Regions from separate parts of the Mus musculus genome. Here all the other regions are linked to region 1. The links are chromatin contacts, called in public ChIA-PET and HiChIP or PLAC-seq maps. All regions are on one chromosome and are shown on one strand. The core of a region is the stretch at or near the end of the contact, and the rest is flanking DNA. Distances in the headings are between cores, read along the strand shown.

Region 1 (2,638 bases), core at 46-2,545:
CTCCCAAATGCTGAAACTAAAGCTGTGCACCACCACAGCCCACTTTATTCTTGTGTCAGAACCATCTAGTGTGCATTCAGAAAGCAGGGTTCACACTTGGATGTCAAGCTAACCACGTCGGGAGGCACTCTCACTGGGCTCCCATGTGAAAATGAATTTAGACCTCGCAGAGAAGCTCAAGGTCGGCTGATTACAGGCACCCTCGGCTGGGTGTGTTGGCCCACGCCTTTAATCCCAGCACTCAGAAGGCCGAGGTGGGTGGATCTCTCATCATTTTGAGGAAATAGATTAAGACTTCACTGACATCCAGCTGCGTTCCCACCTCAGGTGAGCCCCCAGGAAGAGGTGCAGAGGAAGACCCACAAATCTTACCTCAGGAACGTAGTTATCTCTCCTCTCTCTCTCTTCTTCCTGCAACTTGATAGAGATGCCTCTCACAGGCCCTCTCTGAATCCGCTTCATCAGATGCGTGACATAGCTACAAGCAATGCGAAACAGTGACCACCTCCCACCAGAACCGACTTTGTCTCTACATCAAGGTCGGTCTCACCATCGGAAAGACACACAGACACACACACAGCACTGTTCAGATGTCCACTCCTTACATCCTCACTCGCCGTCACCAGCCCTCCTCCGAATGTCATGTACCCCGACTGGTCTTATCCGTCGTACGGACACAACACTGCTATTTTTTTGCACAACACGGCCATAGTGGTAAAATGCGGGAAGCAGAGACCACAGCAGTAAGGTTTTGAGGCCGGAGCTCTGCCTTCAGCTACCGTAAGGAGCCCGAACTAAGACCACGTCGGCAAAACCCCACTGTGGCCAAGGCACACCTCCAGCCCTTCGGCGGGCCGTCTGGGGGGAGCGGAGGCACCGGCCCGGGCAGGCTCTCCGGCGGCCGCGGCCCCCACTCACCCGGCTATCTTGTTCCGAAGCTTCTTGCTGGGGATAATGGCGATCTCCTCGCACACGCGCTTGTTGGTGTGGAAGTCATTACCCAGACGCGTGTAGTACTTCTCGATGATGACCCGGGCAGCCTTCTTCACGGTCTTGGTGCGAACGCGGCCCTGAGGGTGGAGAGGGCAAAGTCACCGGGGAGCCCGCGCCTCCCGCGGAGGGGCCGCGGCGCGCACGACTTCATGCGGAAGCGCGCCAGGCCGCCGGTGACGGCGCCGGCCCCTCGCTGCGGACTTGAGGCCGCGACGAGCGGAGGATGGGCGAGGATTGAAAAGGACAGAGCCCTGGGAGCCAAACACCTACCATGTTGGCGGGTCTCGGTAAAAGAGGAAACAGGAAACACAAGAGAGGCCTATAAAGCGCGGCCAGAAAGCCGCTTCCGCCTGGCTCGCGAGAGTCCCACAGCGGCCCCTAGCGGAGTGGAGTGAGGCTGCCTGGCTGTGGGCGGGGCGAAAGTCTGCGCGTGCGCACGCCGGCAGCTCGGCCGTCTTGGTTTCCACTCCAAATAGTTCCGTGCTTCTCTTGGGCGTCCGGTGTGTTTTAATCTAGGAGTTACTTTGAGGTCCTGAGATGGAGCCTAAAGGAGGCCCGAGCTATGAAAGGCATAGTAGTAAACAGGGTCATCCCCGATTTCCACCCTACCCGCGCCTCTAGTCAGAGATTAGTAGGGTCTAGCCTAATTGGTGAGGTTCCTCTCATTTCCTGGTGTCACAGCAAACATCACCTAGAGTGGCTTTTCTTCTCATCCCAGCACAGTATTCCATTCGAGCTGCTCTTAAATGTCTGAGCACAATTACTTTTCTCAGCTAGGTTTGAGCTAAACAGGAAGGGCTAACCTCGAGTGCTTAAATCAGTGGCTGGCTCACAGAGAGGTCTCAAACACTTTTACCAACAAATTAGGATCTCAGTTAACTAGACTGTTCCCGATTAGTAGGGACACTATCTCCAACCTTCAGCTTCTTCCGGTTGTTCTGCCATAACCAAGCCCAAAGCAGGCTCTTACGCTACGACCCAGTGGCTTCATCTGTCCAGAGAGGGCCTTTCCTCCAGCTCTTTCCTGGGACAGGGTCCTGCGCTCAAACCTAAGGAGACCGTGCTGGCCACAGGGCATGTATCAAGGGGCCAAGGCTGTGCTTCATCCTTCAACTCATCTACGTCACTCTGGTTAGGTGAAGAGCTGAAAGTCCTTACTCTAAAAGTAGCTCATGGCGGGAGGAAAAAAGATGTCCTTGACCATGGACCCGGAAGAATACTGAAGAGACCAAAGGGTCTGTAATCCCTGGGGGTTGCATCGTACATTACCAGTGAATTCCCAATGAAGTGGAGGCCAGGCTCCAGATGCAAGACTAGACCTTACAGTCTTGCAGGAAGAGAACTCTTGGATTCTGAGGAGTAGTGAGTTTTTGCACCTTACAAGGATTTAAGTACCTAGGAGTCCCTCTCCCTCAGACTAGAGTTTCCCAAAGGACCAGTTCAGCATGCTGCCGTCTCCACTTGAAAAATCATCAGACCTGTCATGAAGCCATGGAGCCTGTTAGAAAAGCTAGTGTAAGGGCTGTGAAGAAACAAAGCACTGCAGCGTGTCCTGGTGCATACCTTAATCCCAGCACGTGGGATGAATGGTAGGCAGAATTCCTGAGCTTGAGGCCAGGCTGGCTTACATAAGGAGTTCCAGGAC
Region 2 (2,638 bases), core at 85-2,584, 810 kb before region 1:
TCTGGTCTTCTTGCACATTAACACACACACACAAACATGGACAAGAACATACTCCTATCTCCATTCCTGACAAAAGGTAAAAATTTAGAAAATAGAGCATGTCCCTCAACCAAGTTTAAGATGCTACATTCTGTCCAGCAGTGGCAGCCATTGCCTTTAATTCCAGCACTCAGGAGGGAAAGGCAGTGGAATCAGGGTTCGAGGCCAGCCTGGTCTACAGTGGGCTACACAGAGAAATCTGTGAGTCTCTTTTGCAGAAGTACATATTTCACAGTATATACACTTTAAATAACAGGGATGGTGACATGGGTCTGTAACTCAAGCACTTGAGAGGTTGAGGCTGAAAAGATCATGGAGTCCAAAGTCACCCTCAGCTCTACAAGTTTGAGGCCAGACGGGACTACAAGATCCAAAACAAACAAACTGGTACTAAATCCCTATCTTGGGAACCTAAAAATCCCACTTCATCCAAGCAAAGTTAAAGTGACATCCAAACAGAATAGCAGTCAGGCTAACAAAATGTTGACTCAAGCCGGTGTGACGTCAACTCAGCACTGGATGGCTGAGACGGTGTGACGTCAACTCAGCACTGGATGGCTGAGACAAGTTCCTTCCAAGCTCAATTAAATGTATTACTCCCCAGGCGTCTGCCTCTCTCCTTCTCCTCCATCTTGTCATCTCTCGATCAGTCTTTCCCACCCCTACCCCTTGCTGAGGTAGGAGAGCTGTGTATTTAAAGGCGACACCGGAAGATGGCAGGTTCATCTCAGTCACCCTCACCCGGTAACCTATGACAGTTAAGAGGGACTGGGAGGAAGCCTGGGGCAGTGAGATAGGCTTCAGAGCTGGGCAGGTCCTATTCAAACCTCATCTGGCATCCAAGCCCGCGCGCCCTTTCGGCAAACGAGGTCTGAGCTCCTGCTTCTCCGATTAAAAACAGGGCACCTCCACCTCTTCTGGCGTCTCGAAAGCATGCATTGCTACGAGGGGTCGTTGCAGCACTACACAAACTACGGGAAGCAGATGAGCTAATTTCTCGCGTATGACAATCAAGGCCTTAAGGAAAGTGTGGACAGTGAGACTCGAGCCTCGGCCGCCTGACATGGCCTTTTCTGGGTCACCAGGTCTCTACTCCGGTCTGGGCTTCTCGCCACAAGCGAGGCTCGGAGAACCTGGGACGGATGACTGGTGAAATGGCCAAGGCCTCGGGCTCTGTTAGTCGGCGGAGCCACCGCAACCCAGCGCGCGCCGAACTCACCTCACTCAGGCTTACGTCGCGCCGGGCGGAACCACCATCCAAACTCCGCGCGCCGACACGGCCCTCCTGCGCCCCGCGCCGCACGCTCTGCGCGGCAAGAAGGATGATTCTGATTGGGTAATCCCTGAAGGATCTAACCAATACCGTGGCCTCTGGCTCCTGGCCCCGCCCCTAGAGCTGCTGGGGCGGTATCCCCCGAGCACGTACTACTAAAGCCCAATCCGAATGCAGCTGACCGGTCAGGTGATTATGGCAAACTACCTGGCTTCCGGCGTAGTAAGGCTTTGTTTTGTTTTTTGTTTTTTGTTTTCCTAGTGTAGGGAAAGGCGCCTGAAGCCCAGTCTGTGGCATGGTAGAGATTTTGTGATGTTTGAAGACAGCCGAGGCTTGCTAGTTCCGGTAAATCAGGCGAAGCGTCTGTGGGCCTCTTCTTTTGGATCTCACCCTCTATTCTTGTGAAACTTCGGCGGTTCTTCCACTGCTGACTGTCATTAATCGGTCGCAAGCTCAGATACTTCAGCTGGCATGCAGATGCCGAGGGTGAAGCTTCAGTTCTAGTGGGTAGCTTCCACCATGAATGCAGCCCGGTGATGCCTGATCTTCTATTTTTGTAACTTTTAGTTTTTTTGAGACCGGACCTTACATAGCCCAGGTTGGCCTCAAACCTCCACCAAATTGTGTAGGAGAAGCTGACCTTGAACTCCCGATCCACCTACTTACACTTCCCAAATACTAGGATTACATATTCCACCAAAGTGGGCTCTTGTTAATTTTTTTCTCTTCCAACCCTGTCATCTGTCCTTACCCTCTTTTTATTTTATTTATTTATTTATTTATTTATTTATTTATTTTGGTTTTTTGAGACAGGGTTTCTCTGTATAGCCTTGGCTGTCCTGGAACTCACTCTGTAGACCAGGCTGGCCTCCAACTCAGAAATCCACCTGCCTCTGCCTCCCAAGTGCTGGGATCAAAGGCGTATGCCACCACTGCCGGACCCTTTCCCTCTTTTAAGGAGTAAATTCAAACTGTTACAACAATATGGAAAACAGTACAAAGGATTTGAAAGATACTAAAAGTTACCTCATGACCCAGAAACATCTCCTCTGACATATACCCAAAGAAAATTAATAAATAACTTCCTAAAGCTATCAGCTTTCCCTTGTTCATTGCTGCATAATCCACAATAGCCAAGATATGAAAATAAGCTGTCAGGAGAAAGACGGGAAATGCACATCAGAATAGTAATTAGCCTGGTAAAAAGAACCAGATCTTTCCATTTAGGGACATTATGCTAAGTGAAATAAGCCAGACACAGTAAATTATTATTGCATGATCTTATATGTGGGATCTTTATAAAATTTAAATATTCATATCTAGAGA
Region 3 (2,638 bases), core at 98-2,597, 580 kb before region 1:
AAATGACTCAGACAGTGACTCTTGCTTCAGTGAGAATTCCTGTCACTGCCACAGAAGCTCAACGCAGGTTAATTAAGAGTTTGTGCTATTTTATCTTTGTTCTTTAGAGACTAACAGGACTCTAGACTCCATGAAGGGAAAGACAAACCTCACCCACCCACCGTTGAGAGAGAAATGCCTGTAAGCCTGTGTTATTGGGTTGGTCCTAGTGCTCAGGCAGATCAGAATCAATGAATTAGAAGACATCAGACGACATTACAGACAGTGGCTCAGCAAGACACAGAAACAAAACAAACACACCACATCAGAAGGGGCCACTGCTCTGGCCTGGCATCTCCCCACCACACCTGAAGTTAACCCCCAGGGTCCACATGGTAGAAGAACCGACTGACTCCTATAAGTTATGCCCTGAACCTGACCTGCACACCCTTGTGCACATATAAAATAAAATAATTTTCAAATAAATTTAAAAAGTGCAACAGGGTCATCCACAGTTTTGCAGCTAATCTATAAATCCAGGTATCTTCCAAAATAACCATGCCTATAGATAAATATTCTAGATAATCTCAGTTAATTCTTACCAGGTTTTAGCAACAAATGAACTCACACTAACTTAAACTCAATTTTCACAACATGAAGGGTTTTTATTTTTCTTAATGTAAGGTAAAGGATTATGGGCCTATTTAACACCAAAATCAGAATCAGTGGGGTTTTACTTTGGTTTCCTTTGTGATGGTGGTGGTGGGGTCTCACTCTGCAGTCCTAGCTGGCCTGGAACTCACTATGTAGCCGAGGATGACCTAGAACACGGATCCTTCTAACTCCAGGCTAGCATCAGGGCTCAGAAGGATAAAATCTTAGGGAAAGAAAGGAAAGCACACACACCCCAGAGAACGGAACGTCAGCCACAAAACAACTGAGTACCACCGCGATGGAACAACCACCTCTGGTACAGAGCCAGAGCATAGCTCAGTGACAGCACACTTGCCTGCCACGGGCCAGGTGTGGGTAAGACTCCAGCACTACATCAAGTTGGGGGAGGGAGGGTCCTGTGTTACTGCTGGTCCAAAGGAAGAGGGCGTCCCACACAGTCCCACACAGCAGTGAGGTGGTACTCTGTCCCGAGAGCTGCTGTTGAGGTCCTGAGTGGTTAACACCCTCTTCCTGCATACAACCAAGGGCTGCCAACTTACCTTTCAGGAAAAACACCAAGTGGGAGGAAAGAAACCATGAATCCCAAGCCAGAACACTCTGCCCTGCCTGTGCTTTCTAAGCAAAGACTGCATAAGCAAGAGCAGTGGAGAACAATGGCGGACTTCCTCCCTTTGTTCTGATCCCATCATTAGGAAGGCACAGGAACTCCTCATCTCTGTATTTCAAAGAATTGAAGGCTTGGGACGCAGGCTACATCAGAGGCTACAGAAGGAGCAGAGAGGAATTCTGCCAGCTTAGCCTCCCGTGCTTGCCAAGTTCAGACAGCCACTGTAGGCATGGCCTTTACAAGGTTATCGCCAGACAGACCTCAGCACACCAAGCCAATCACAATGCCGAGAATTAATCAGGCTTTGGCTCAGACACAAGCATTTGAATTCATTACGCTCTTAACACAGAAATGTACTAGCCACCTGCAGTCACTCTTCTGCACGCTCACAATGATGCTGGTGATACCTAGGTTCCAACCCAAGTTTCATAAAAGCACTGAGATGGGGCAGCTCGGTGGAAGAAGGTATGAGATAAGCGGCTTCTTACAGGTCCCTGCTATCCTTTTCACTTGTAAAATTAACACTGAGGCTATATATATATAGCAAGCGGAATCCAAGCAAACAAATCTCACCCTCACGTCCCACTTCCTCCCCAACCTTTCCCAGTCCTAGAGCCATGAAGGAATCGGATAACACATTATACCACCATTCCCAACTACCCAAGTGTTTATCTTCCTCTCCCCTACCCTCTCTTCAGACACAGCCCTGTCTCTTGCTAATTCAGTACCCTGCTGGTTCTAAGAAGTGGGAACTTGCAATTAAGTCATTTTCCATGAAATTATGCTTTACTTCCTATCATATTTGTGTTGGTATAAAAATTACTTGTTGAATGAACAAATAACAATGGAAGGTCCCAGCTGGCTGAATGGATAAAGGACATCACACCCTGATTAAGATGCAGAGTTCAGAGAGGTGCCAGATAAAAAAAATGAAAGCTAATACCGTGTTTCTGCAACAATAATATATTACGGGGATAAACAAATCCCTTCTCTCTGCTCCCTAGAAAAACACAGGTGTTTCGGTAAGGATAATAGCCTTCTATTCTGTTTGAAAATCCTCGAGTTGATATAAAACCCCTTTCATTCTTGCAGCACAGACAAAAAATACACGCTGGACTGCGCAGTTATCCTTAGGTGACTTATTTTGCTAAGAAGCCCTGGTTACCTGAGGGCGTGGATACAGTAGATGCATCTTGGCATGTTCTTCCGGTCATAGATATCTGTGGTTTCTGGGTAAAAAATCTAGGAAGAAATCAAAGAAGTAGACTGAATGGATTGGTTAGAAGAATCAGGAAAGGAATAAAGAAAGACCTTTACTAAGACAGACCAGACCTCAGGAAAAGATCTTCCTGAACACAGCAGTAACATCAACATTTG
Region 4 (2,638 bases), core at 78-2,577, 590 kb after region 1:
GATCGGAATAAAAATACTGAATGCTGTGTATTAAATGCAGATGCTTTCTAGAGAAAACCTAGCGACAGTCTTGCTGTTTAGGAAGAAGAGAGCTGTCGTGGGTTTGGTTCGAGGCCAAGAATAAGGTTCGGGAACCGACCTAAAACAAATATGGAGGTGAAAAGGCACAAGGAAGCTCCTTGAATTCACCAGCCAGTGACAGGCTATTTGGTGTCAGTTTCTAAGAACCAGGGCACCAGGGAGGCAATGGACAATGAGAGGGCAGGTGAGGCACAGGGGATCGCGCCCAGGAAACACTCAACAAGTCTGGAAGATGAAGGATGCTCTGAGATCGAAGATTGCTACCATGAGACTGCCGCTGGCCTCTGCACGACCATCCCCTTTCCCAGGACTGACCGTCACCGGCTCTCGCCGGCTGGGGGACAGCCTTTCGCTCTCCTACCTGCCTCGACGTTCGCCCGGATCAGGGCGTCTACTCAGGACCATGCTGGGAGCCAGCCGGCGCCTCCACCCCGGACCCGCTTCCCGGTCCCCGCCGGCTTCCATGAGGAAGGCGACGTCGGGCCTGTCCGGTCGAACCCGCCTTCGAACGTGGGCGTCAGGATGGCCGCCGAGCCGGCGAGGGCGCAGCCCGGAACCTTCGCCTCGGCCCGGAGCCCGGTGCGCAGCACAGCTCGCGGTTCAGCCCAGGCGGCGGCCAGGCGCGAGGCGGGCTCGAGCCGAGGTGATGGGGAAAGGGGGCGGGCGCGCCATCATGAAGGGAAAATGGTGGGCGGGCGGGCCCGCGCGCGCGGCCGCCGTACTCACCCGGGCGGGCCAGTGCGGGTAGCCCTTCATCTTGGCGAAGACCAGGTCTCCCGCTTTGTACTCGCGGGGCCGCGGACGCGCCATCCCGGTCGTTCTCCTGCTCGCCGGTCCTTGGCCGCCGCGAAGATGCTGGGAGGCCGCCCCTCCGCGGGACGACGGAACCGCGCCGCGCTCCCCGCGGGGCCTCGAGCCGAACGCTCGAGCGGCCGCTCCGACGAGGGAGAGCGGCGAGGCAGTGGCCGAGGCGAGCGGTGGGCGGGGGGCACCGCAGGCCCCGCAGATCCCCGCCCGGCTGCGGGGGATGGGAGCCCGCGTCCGGCCGCGCCGAGTCCCGACGCCGCCGCTACCGCCGCGCGCTGCTCACAGGAGCCGCGTCGCCAGCCTCATGCAGCCGCCGCCTCCCCGCCGAGCTTCTGGGTTCCGTGCGAGCTCCGGGCCTCGCGCCTCCTCCGAATTCCTCCTCGGGCAGCGACCGCAAACACGATCTTATTATTGTTCTCGCGCGCGCTCAGCATTCCCCCCCTCCACCCCTCGCCCGCCCCGCTTCCCTCCCCTCGCGCGCCGGCCGGTTAATTCCTAGGTGCACGGCCGGCTTTCTCGGAGAAACCGCGCGCGCCGCCTGGCTTGCTCCGCGGGCTGCTGGTGGGCGCGTCCTCCCGCAGCAGCGAAGCCGGTGCCCCGCGGGTGGGAGCGCCTACTCCAAAGACGCCCGCCGCCTGCTCTCTTTTGTTCTTGGCCGGGAGCTGCCTGGTGAAGCCCAGCCAATCACCACCCGGCCGCCCCTCTTTCCCCTCCTGCTCGCGCCCACCCCCTGCGGACTGCACCCCCTTTCTGACTGCCCCCTACCCGTGGGCCACTTCCTCGGGTGCTCTCTGGTGAGTTGGGGGAGAGGGGGGACAAAGGCTTCCCAGGCATGGGGGATAGCTGCGCAGGGGACTCGCTGCCTGGTCAGTAGGTACCTGGAAAGAACAAGGGCAAGGTTCTTGCCCCAGGTCTGCCTTAATGATGCAGTGTGACCCACCTAGGGCAAGCGACTTCACTGGAGTCAAGGCCAGTCCTCACCGACAGGATGGCACAGTCGGGCTTTGAACATGGATCTATATGGTTCAGTGCCCATAGCCTAAGTTATGCTTCTCTGTGTGGGGCCTTCATGGGCCAATAATTTTGGGGCAAAGGACTTACCCTGACAAGTCAAATCAGTTGTTTTCAATTCTGGTAACATACTGGAGAGCAGCTTCTAGAGATTTCTTTATACAGGTTAGTAAGTCTACGACAAACGTGTGCATTCACCATTGTTTTATTTGGATTTCAGCTGACTGCTTTCAAAAAGACATTTTGGGAGTGAGAATCTTTATAGCATTCTCCTTTGTGAGAGGTAAATAAAATAATTCACTCTTTTCTGCATCTGCTCGATGAATGGATGAATGCGCCCTGTGGAAGATCCCTGTGATCTTGCCTTCTTTAAAAGGTCCTCTGGTGCTGCACCTAGTTGGGAAGACAGCTCTCCTTTGTGAATTGCCCTCTTTGCCATTTCTCCCCTCTGTAGAAAGTGGGTTTTCCAAGCATCTGCCCCACTCACTTGTGCTTGAGAGCTGTGCTTACCGCAGCCTCTCCGTGATGGGTTTCCAGTGGCCGGCTGTAGAGTCTGGAGACATTCCGAGGAGCGTTTACTTTGTTCACAGTACTTGGCTGTTTCTTTTTTTGCATCTCTTAATTCTCCAGCACCCACCCCTCACCTTCCCTATAGGCTCACCTTGTCCTCTCTTGCGCTGCAAAATTAGTCTAGGTTTTTTCCCCCGGCTGTGATAGCCCGAGAACGAGCTTGTCACGT
Region 5 (2,638 bases), core at 103-2,602, 540 kb before region 1:
ACTTTTCTCCTCTCCCTTTCAATTCCACCTCTGCACTTCGATGCCCTCGGTTTTCCACGTACAGTAACCCTATGTTCTCCAATACCATATTTAGTTTGTGTCTGCCCTCTCAAAGTCATGTCTTGCTCACCCTGCCCCACACTGCATCCTCCAAGCCTCTGTTTAAAAGTCAGCACCTACCTTCCCATGGCCTTGTTAAGTCCCTTCTCTTCACCCCCATTACTCTTTATACCCAGTTAGAGTTAGTTCATGCATCGTTTATCTTTATTGCACCTTATTGGTTTTTTTCTTGGAGCTGAGGACTTGCACTTGCTAAGCAAGCACTCTACCACTGGGCTAAATTCCCAACCCCTCATCTAATTATCAATCTCTGTACACCTGTCTCTTTCTCGGACAGGTTTTGAAGGCACTGTTTGATCTTTTTCATCCCTAATTTCACAAACGTAGCACACATTATAACACTATCCAATGCATAACTGGATGTGTTAAAGTATCCTTTAAGAAAGTACTTTTCCCAAAACATAAAATCTAAACCTGGGACTCAAAGGGATCCTCTTGTAACTACTATCCCACGTACAGCTGGTTAGTTTACTAAGGTTGCAGGGATAGTCACAGAAAATGAGGAAGTGGGGGGAGCCGGTTTGGGTGTGTTTATGTTTTAATTTTACTTTTGAAATGCTAAAGAAAGAACCCAGCAGGAGAAAGCATAAGCTGCTTGCCTAAAACTGCACCTCGCAGCTAGCCTGAGGCTGCGCGGGTCTGCGCCCTGGGTCACCCTCGCAGGCAGCAATCCGGGCAGCACCTTCCCACCACGCCCGAGCAGAACCCCTGGGTCCAGTGCCCAGGACACGCCCTGCACAGTCAGTTCTCCTGCCACCTCACCCTAGGCCGTCTTCCCCAATCTCAGTAGAACTAACCGGTGGAGGAGCTGGGTGGGGCTCCCCTGCCGCAGCGCCTAGCGAAGGCAGAGGCCTCCAGGTTTCTACCCGCCGCCTCCGGAGCTCGAGAAGGCTCGGGCGCCAACCTTGCTACCAGCCATACAGCCAGCTGCTCTTCCGGGTCCGTGCGGTCCCAAGCCACCCGGCGCACCCGCCCGGCTGAGCCCCTGGGAAAACCCGAGCTTGGTCCCTCGCCCGCGCACCCCCAAGCCCTCGGCACTCACAGCCATAGTGCGGCCGGACCACACCCAGGCCATCAACCTCCTCCGCGGCGGACATGGCGGCCGAGTCCAGGTCTCCGGTGAGGAAGCGCAGAGACCTTGAAGACGCGGGCGACCGTAGCAGCAGTAACTCCTGCCCAGTGCGCGGGCTGTCGCTGTCCTCAGAGCCCCGCCCCGCGCCATCGGCCCCACCCTGCAGGTCCCGCCCCGCAGACCCCGCCCTTGAGTCCACGCCCAGCTGCGCTCCCCGGAGCGAGCGGAAGGGGCGTGGTCAGTATTACAGGACCCGCCCCTGCCCTCTTCGCTCTCCACTTGCGGAAGCGAGGAGGCGGGGTGCTGTAGCGAGTCCCTAGGCCGGCTTGGTCCGTTGTCCCGACACTCCTCCGCTGTCGCCCTATCTGCGGCTCTGACTAAAAGGCCGCCAATGTCTACAGCTTGAAATCCAAATGTTTTTAGGCGCCTGCCTTCTCCTGACAACTGAGTTAACCCCCTCTGCACCGCGGCTCCTTCAAGGAGCCGTTGCAAGTGGCCCAGAGTGTGATTATTGGAAGCAAGTAGGACCCACTGTCAGGAAAGACTCCCACTCCTACTCTCTGCTACATTCTGTCAATCTGACCTCTGTTCTCCCCAACAGTGCTAAAGAATAGAACTGCTCAATCTCTTAAACTGGGGGATGACGATGCTCACGCGGAAGAGCTGTTTATCAGCTCTTTACAATCTGCAAGATCTTAGGGGGGTTATCTTGACCCTATTAATAAGGATGCCTCGTCTCTTTACCCTTGTGATCTTTTAAAGTGCCAGTATTCAACCGAATTCTATTCTGAACCAGCCTGGATTGGAGTGAATCACTGGCTCTAATAATAATAATAATAATAATAATAATAATAATAATAATAAAGTAAAAGTCCCATTCTCAGGACTCTTACCCTCACCATAAACAGTTGATGGCTTCTACTTACAATCCAGACCATCTAGAAGCCCCTCAGTAGTTCCAAACTATCTAACGTGCATTTTTGGACCTCTCACAGACACTAAAACCTGTCAAACGTTGATCCTGTTCCTGCCCCACTCTCTGGAAGTGTTCCATCACCAGTCACACACACACCCCAGGTTCCTCGACTCACCTCTATTTCTGAAGCATCTAGTTTTGTTTCTGTCCCCACCTGTGATAACACTTTTTTGATCATCATAATCTCTATTCTCACTTGTGCCAACCAGATCATCATGATTGCCAGCATGCTCTTTCCAAAGTACGGAGTTCTTTGGGAAGGGGGACAAGTCTCACTATGTAGTTCTGGCTGTCCTGGAGCCCACTAAATAGGCAAGGCTACCCTTGAAGATCCACCTGTCTCTTCCTCCTGATTGCTAGAACTAAAAGCATGTGCCACCACACCCAGCTTCCGAGTTCTTGTCATAGATGTAATTTTTCCTGTTACTCCCTTCACAGTGCAGTTTGTGTACTTTCCCATGCCAGGTGGG
Region 6 (2,638 bases), core at 63-2,562, 510 kb before region 1:
AGCACTCAGGAGGCAGAGGCAAGCGGATTTCTGAGTTCGAGGCCAGCCTGGTCTACAGAGTGAGTTCCAGGACAGCCAGAGCTAAACAGAGAAACCCTGTCTTGAAAAACCAAAAACCAAACCAAAACAAAACTAACTGCTGGGCGGTGGTGGCGCACACCTTTAATCCCAGCACTTGGGAGGTAGAGGCAGGCGGATTTCTGAGTTCGAAGCCAGCCTGGTCTACAGAGTGAGTTTCAGGACAGCCAGAGAAACCCTGTCTCAAAACAAAACAAATCTAACTAGTGAATAGACTAATGAACTAACACAGCAGCAAACTACCTGAAGGAGCTAGTTGCCTGTTGTTCTCTAGCTGTTAAGCTATAATTAGCTTAGCCATCAATATTATCAGAGACCTGAGAAGGATAAACTACTATCTAAATGGCCTATGTGTCAGTTAAAATGACAGAAACTAGTCCATATTTCATGACCTGGCCATTTGTCCCAAGTTCCTGTGGTCTCCATTGCATCAAGGACAATGGCAGTCTTTGGCCATCAGGCCCAGAAGATGAAGAGGCCTTTTCTGTGGATGAGGAACTTGGGAGAGACTGTCCTCATCTCATCTTAAGCAAAGTGTGGCAATCAGTTGTCTGGTTGTCCTCTGTCCACAGCTCAGGCCGGGCTCTGGCAGTGGGCGAGGCGCTGGGGCAGTTATGTCCAGTAGTTATGTCCTTTGTGGTTGTGCCCATATTTTCTTGGATACCTTGGAGGGTCACTGTTAGGATTTGGGAGTCTCTGTCTGTCGTGGTAAGTTTAAACATACTAAATGCCACATTCAGGAGATCTCTGACTGGTTTGAGGGCTAGTACCTACCTGTTTTTAGTTATCTGCTCTAAACTATACCTTGAAAATATAAAACAGAAGACTAAATAAAGCTTAATCTTGAAATTAACTGCATCAGTTCTTAGCATGGCTTCTTATATATTTCTGAACAGATTAAATTATTTGATCATTTACAAGGATACTGGTTATCTATCTCTGTTATGTTTGAGCCTTAAAAGTCAGTTTTGAATTGAAGCTCTTCTAATATCAAAATAAAACTTTTTAACCCCAAAAACATACTCCATAAAGAGACTACCACCCTTTCTGACCTTTATCTGGTATATCATTATAGAGCATAACAGTTTCCCGTGTGATTAGGTTTAAGCCGAAGGCAGTGTCAGCACAGGAAAGGGGTTAACAAGATGGGAAAATGGCAAGAACCTTGATTGGCTGAGGAAGCTGTTATTGGCACGTTGGGCTGACAGGAAGGGCTTGCTGGAGCCTTGCCAGGGCTCAAGCAAGCTGAAAGGAAGTGGTGGTGGGGGCGGAATTTCAAGAGCCAGTGATTCTTAACCTTTGTTAATGCTGTAAACTTCTAAAAAAAAAGGGGGGGGGGATTGCAACCCTATAGGAGGAACAACAATATCAACCAACCAGATCCCCCAGAGCTCCCAGGGACTAAGCCACCAACCAAGGAGTACACATGGCTCCAGCTGCATATGTAGCAGAGGATGGCCTTATCTGGCATCAATGGAAGGAGATGCCCTTGGTCCTGTGAAGGCTTGATGACCCAGTGTTGGGGAATGCCAGGGCGATGAGGAGGGGTTGGGTTGGTGGGTGGGGGAGCATTCTTATAAAAGCAGAGGGAAGGGGGCATGGGATAGGGGGTTTGTGGAGGGGAAACCAGGAAAGGGGATAACATTTGAAATGCAAATAAATAAAATATAGAATTTAAAAAATCCTTAATTTTTATTCCTGGTATCATTACCATAATTTATAGAGCAATATGTACGTTATAAATTATAAATTATAAACCAATATTTTATAAACAAGACATGCAGAACACAGTAAACGTTTAAGAGCAGTCAGAAATAAAGGTGTAGTGGCAAATGTTATTTATATATTTAAAGCAGACAAAAATCTTAATTTCAAGGGATGAGCGCCTTGCCACCTGTTGATCCAACTCTCGTGGGCACTGAGGTTTTGTAGCAGAGAAGCTGAGAGGCAGCTGGTGCTCCTTTAAGAGCAGCTTGCACCAATCACACAGCCCCTGGCTTGCTGTCGGCTTGATCCGGGAAGGAGGCGGGGCTTCTCCACCAGCGCCAGACTCCCTGCTGCAGGTGCAGGGCTCCAAGGGCAGCGCCAGTTCATCCGTTTCTGTTGTCTCAATGCAGCTGCTTCTTTCTAAATACAAAAACACTGTTTTATGAGTTATTAAATATTACTTTCTTATTTAAGTTAGCCTGATTGGTTATATAAGTTTTTTTTATAAGTTTTTTTTTTTAAGATTTATTTATTTATTATATGTAAGTACACTGTAGCTGTCTTCAGACGCACCAGAAGAGGGCATCAGATCTCATTACGGGTGGTTGTGAGCCACCATGTGGTTGCTGGGATTTGAACTCCAGACCTTCGGAAGAGCAGTCGGGTGCTCTTACCCACTGAGCCATCTCACCAGCCCCGCCTGATTGGCTATGATCAAGCACTGGACATTTAAAAATTTCCACCTAAGCTTGGCATAGCGGCATACATCTGTAATTCCGGTATTTGCAAGAGGATTAGGAGTTCATACGCATACTCAAGTACATAGGAGTTCAGGCTAACCTGGGCTAGTGAA
Region 7 (2,638 bases), core at 92-2,591, 510 kb after region 1:
GAGACAGAATCTCATATATCCCAGGTCGGCCTCAGACTTGCTGGGTAGCTAAGGATGACCTTGAACCAGGGACTCCCTCTGCCTCCATCTCTTAGTGCTGGGATTTCAGATGAGCCCCCATCAAAGTCAGTTCATGAAGTGCACGAGGACAGAGCCTTAAGATTTGTGCACACAAAGCAAGCACGATCAACTACACCCCCAGCCTCTATTAAGTTATTTCCATAAATATGATTCTGAATTTTAAAAAAGCCCAAGCATGGATGAGAAGGAATAGAAATGATATGCAGCAAGTGTCTAGGTAGACAAGAAAGATTCAGAGCAGCCCGAGAGACTCAGGATACACGCAGACGGCTAAAGCAGCTCGGTGTGGGATGTGGAGGAGGTTGGACTGGCTGGGAAACTGGCCTAGGAGATGGCCTGGAGGAGAGAAGGCGCTTTGGGGAATGAAGGAGGTGGTAAAGGCAAGGAGCGATCATGGAAGATCGTGAGCGATGTCCAGGTTCCCACTGAGACTTCTGGGAGAAGCTTTGCGAGATGCTGCCGTTTGGACAGTCTTTACCCTTTTGTGCCCATTGTTGGCTGAGTTTTCAAGAAAAGGGAGGGCAGATAGTAGGAGAGCTGGCTTTGGAACAACCGACTGTCCTGGTGCAGGTTCATTTTCCTCACATTGAAAATGAGCCAAATGACCTGTAAGCCTCTGACCTAAAGACAGGAAGGCGCGCACTCTGCTGCCCCCACTGTTGCTCCGGAGCCCACTTCTTTTCCCTTCCCTGGGGCCATACCAACAGGACTCAGGCCCAGGGGGCTTCCTGAGCACACCCTGCTCAAGCAGCTCTTTGGGCGGCACTCTCATGCTCTACACCCAGACGTCTGGGAATATTCCACGAAGAGCCCTAATCTTCAGGACCTGCCAGGCTAGCCGGTGGTAACCTGGCCTCCAAAAACACTCCAGGCAAGGAATGAACGCTGCCTCAGTGTCTTACATCAGGGCATTCCTCTGAGGGTCAGTTCTGCTACAAAAAAAGAAAGGGAGCAGGAGACAGACCAGTGTGCTGAGCAGTGCAGGGCAAGCACTCCACGCTTGTTAACTCGGTCGATTTCCACAATCATACGAGGGAGCAGGTTATTCCCATTTCACAGAGAAATGATACAGAATGTTTCAGTAACTTGATCAAGGTCAAGGGGCGGTGAGTGAGCAACCAAGGTGGAAAACAAATATTTCCACTTGGCACTGGAACATTGGTTGCGGACGTTGATGGCAGCTGTGTGTAGGGAAGGGGTGCGCGCGGGGGGTGGGGTGGGAGGGCGGCACAGTGTTGTTCCAGGAGCATCTGTCCCCACAGGTCTCTGAGCCGATCTCGCGGGCCTGCGGGCTCTGACACCCTCAGATCTGGCTCCACCCTCTGCTGGCCCTTGGCTCAGCCCAGCTCCGTTCCAGCTCGAGGATGCCCAGCTCCCATCTGTGACCCGCGTCCTTCGCCGGGCCCTTCCTTTTCCCATTAAAGCAAGCGTCCTGGGGCGCTTGTCTCCTCGCGGTGGCTGCTGAGCCCTTGCGTTCGTTAGCAGGAGCCTGGTGGGGACGCCTCTGGGGATCGTACAGCGGCCCTAGAGCACCCGGGTGGTGCCTCTCTCTGTGCGCGCCGGGCAGCTACGGGCGACGGGGACGCGCAGAGGAGACGCGGCCGGGGGCCGCCTGGAAGGGCAGCGGCGAGGGGCGCGGCGCCGCCGGAAGCTGAGCCAGGGGACCCCCGGCGCGATGCGGTGAAAGAAGAGCGACCCGGAGGTGGCAATGAGTGCCTCTGCGGCCACGGGGGTTTTTGTGCTGTCCCTCTCAGCCATCCCGGTCACCTACATCTTCAACCACCTGGCGGCCCAGCACGAGTGAGTGAGCGCGCGCGGGGTAGACAAGAGCCCGCAACTTTTCCGCGGGTTTGGGACCGCGGCTTTGGGACTGGGTAGCTTCCAGAAACGCCACGCCCGCAGCATGAGGGAGGCACCAGGGTCACCCGGCCCTAGGTCCTCAAACTGGGCTAGGGCAGTTCAAGGTCTGAGAGCTGGGCGCCTGCTCTTTGCCAGTACTGGGTGGGTAGCTGATATTACCAAGGTCAATACCGAAATGCCCCTGCCTCCGAGGCTCTCAGACACTAGAGGGGTGCAGAGCAACACGGAAGGCACGAACCGCCTTATTTGAAAGGAACGCTTTCCTTGTATGGACTTTCACATACTTACCATTTTATAATTTTAGAAACTGTTGTGAGCGGCTAACAGAAATAACCATGGTTTTCTGAGCCTTTGCTACTAACAGGGTGACCTGGCTTTAGTGTTCTGGTCTGTCTTTGCACCTCAAGGATCTTGTGGGAACTTTGTGCAAGGGCGCTGTGAAAGGGATAGAGGTTCGATGCTGGCCAGGAGCAAAGGTTCAGTGATCAGTTTAATGCTAAGGAACCGACGAATTCTGTAAGGGCTCTGGGTCCCAGTCTTGGCTTTCACTTCTCTAAAGGGATCACTGACTGACGAGCCCCCATGGGCAGCCGAAGGCCTGGGTGGTCAGTGGAAAGGCGCCAGCGGTGGCCCTGCTGAAGTTGATTGTGGGCTGCTGGAGGAGGAAGTAACTGGCTGTGCTTTTCATAGCAGTTGG

The links. ChIA-PET counts read pairs in DNA pulled down with a chosen protein or histone mark. HiChIP or PLAC-seq counts read pairs in DNA pulled down with a chosen protein or histone mark.
Region 2: a contact with region 1 is called in an RNA polymerase II ChIA-PET map of memory CD8 T cells, with 29 read pairs. The contact joins the promoter of Blm here to the promoter of Rps17 in region 1. A contact is called at or near these places in 2 of 39 promoter capture datasets (liver and pre-B cells) and 1 of 115 datasets of contacts at active chromatin or transcription factors (memory CD8 T cells).
Region 3: a contact with region 1 is called in an H3K27ac HiChIP or PLAC-seq map of stem cell-derived neural progenitor cells, with 4 times the contacts expected there. The contact joins the enhancer-like site here to the promoter of Rps17 in region 1. A contact is called at or near these places in 3 of 39 promoter capture datasets (hippocampal neurons, liver and neural stem cells), 1 of 484 Hi-C or Micro-C datasets (the HPC-7 cell line) and 2 of 115 datasets of contacts at active chromatin or transcription factors (fibro-adipogenic progenitors and stem cell-derived neural progenitor cells).
Region 4: a contact with region 1 is called in an H3K27ac HiChIP or PLAC-seq map of stem cell-derived neural progenitor cells, with 4 times the contacts expected there. The contact joins the promoter of Hdgfl3 here to the promoter of Rps17 in region 1. A contact is called at or near these places in 2 of 484 Hi-C or Micro-C datasets (cortical neurons and hematopoietic stem and progenitor cells) and 4 of 115 datasets of contacts at active chromatin or transcription factors (T-cell acute lymphoblastic leukemia, astrocytes, memory CD8 T cells and 1 more).
Region 5: a contact with region 1 is called in an RNA polymerase II ChIA-PET map of memory CD8 T cells, with 17 read pairs. The contact joins the promoter of Iqgap1 here to the promoter of Rps17 in region 1. A contact is called at or near these places in 2 of 39 promoter capture datasets (liver and pre-B cells) and 5 of 115 datasets of contacts at active chromatin or transcription factors (the 230-238 cell line, kidney, large pre-B cells and 2 more).
Region 6: an RNA polymerase II ChIA-PET map of memory CD8 T cells shows a contact between it and region 1, with 153 read pairs. The contact joins the enhancer-like site here to the promoter of Rps17 in region 1. A contact is called at or near these places in 3 of 39 promoter capture datasets (hippocampal neurons and liver), 1 of 484 Hi-C or Micro-C datasets (B cells) and 3 of 115 datasets of contacts at active chromatin or transcription factors (embryonic stem cells, memory CD8 T cells and stem cell-derived neural progenitor cells).
Region 7: an RNA polymerase II ChIA-PET map of memory CD8 T cells shows a contact between it and region 1, with 21 read pairs. The contact joins the promoter of Tm6sf1 here to the promoter of Rps17 in region 1. A contact is called at or near these places in 6 of 39 promoter capture datasets (the C10 cell line, the HPC-7 cell line, HPC-7-derived erythroid cells and 3 more) and 6 of 115 datasets of contacts at active chromatin or transcription factors (astrocytes, embryonic stem cells, extraembryonic endoderm stem cells and 3 more).

What each region holds. Positions count from the first base shown.
Region 1 is chr7:81,343,939-81,346,576 of GRCm38.p6, forward strand. Rps17 (ribosomal protein S17) reads right to left here and starts at 1,296. Exons shown (of 5, transcript NM_009092.3): 1 at 1,264-1,296; 2 at 919-1,070; 3 at 373-478. The coding sequence starts at 1,266.
Region 2 is chr7:80,533,785-80,536,422 of GRCm38.p6, forward strand. It overlaps Blm (Bloom syndrome, RecQ like helicase), which reads right to left and starts at 1,335. Exons shown (of 22, transcript NM_001042527.2): 1 at 1,259-1,335.
Region 3 is chr7:80,762,869-80,765,506 of GRCm38.p6, forward strand. Iqgap1 (IQ motif containing GTPase activating protein 1) reads right to left here. Exons shown (of 38, transcript NM_016721.2): 5 at 2,427-2,503. Among named protein-coding and RNA genes, the nearest start is that of Iqgap1, 39 kb to the right of the region's middle. Within about 2 kb of position 1,348, at least 55 of the 459 cell types and tissues checked have an H3K27ac peak or open chromatin away from gene starts, as enhancers often do. A contact at or near this core is called in neural stem cells and stem cell-derived neural progenitor cells, where this site is marked.
Region 4 is chr7:81,933,132-81,935,769 of GRCm38.p6, forward strand. Hdgfl3 (HDGF like 3) reads right to left here and starts at 1,328. Exons shown (of 6, transcript NM_013886.4): 1 at 808-1,328. The coding sequence starts at 891.
Region 5 is chr7:80,801,979-80,804,616 of GRCm38.p6, forward strand. It overlaps Iqgap1 (IQ motif containing GTPase activating protein 1), which reads right to left and starts at 1,353. Exons shown (of 38, transcript NM_016721.2): 1 at 1,163-1,353. The coding sequence starts at 1,217.
Region 6 is chr7:80,831,094-80,833,731 of GRCm38.p6, forward strand. No RefSeq gene overlaps it. Among named protein-coding and RNA genes, the nearest start is that of Zscan2, 29 kb to the right of the region's middle. Within about 2 kb of position 1,313, at least 171 of the 459 cell types and tissues checked have an H3K27ac peak or open chromatin away from gene starts, as enhancers often do. A contact at or near this core is called in B cells, memory CD8 T cells and stem cell-derived neural progenitor cells, where this site is marked.
Region 7 is chr7:81,857,660-81,860,297 of GRCm38.p6, forward strand. It overlaps Tm6sf1 (transmembrane 6 superfamily member 1), which reads left to right and starts at 1,342. Exons shown (of 10, transcript NM_145375.4): 1 at 1,342-1,881. The coding sequence starts at 1,790.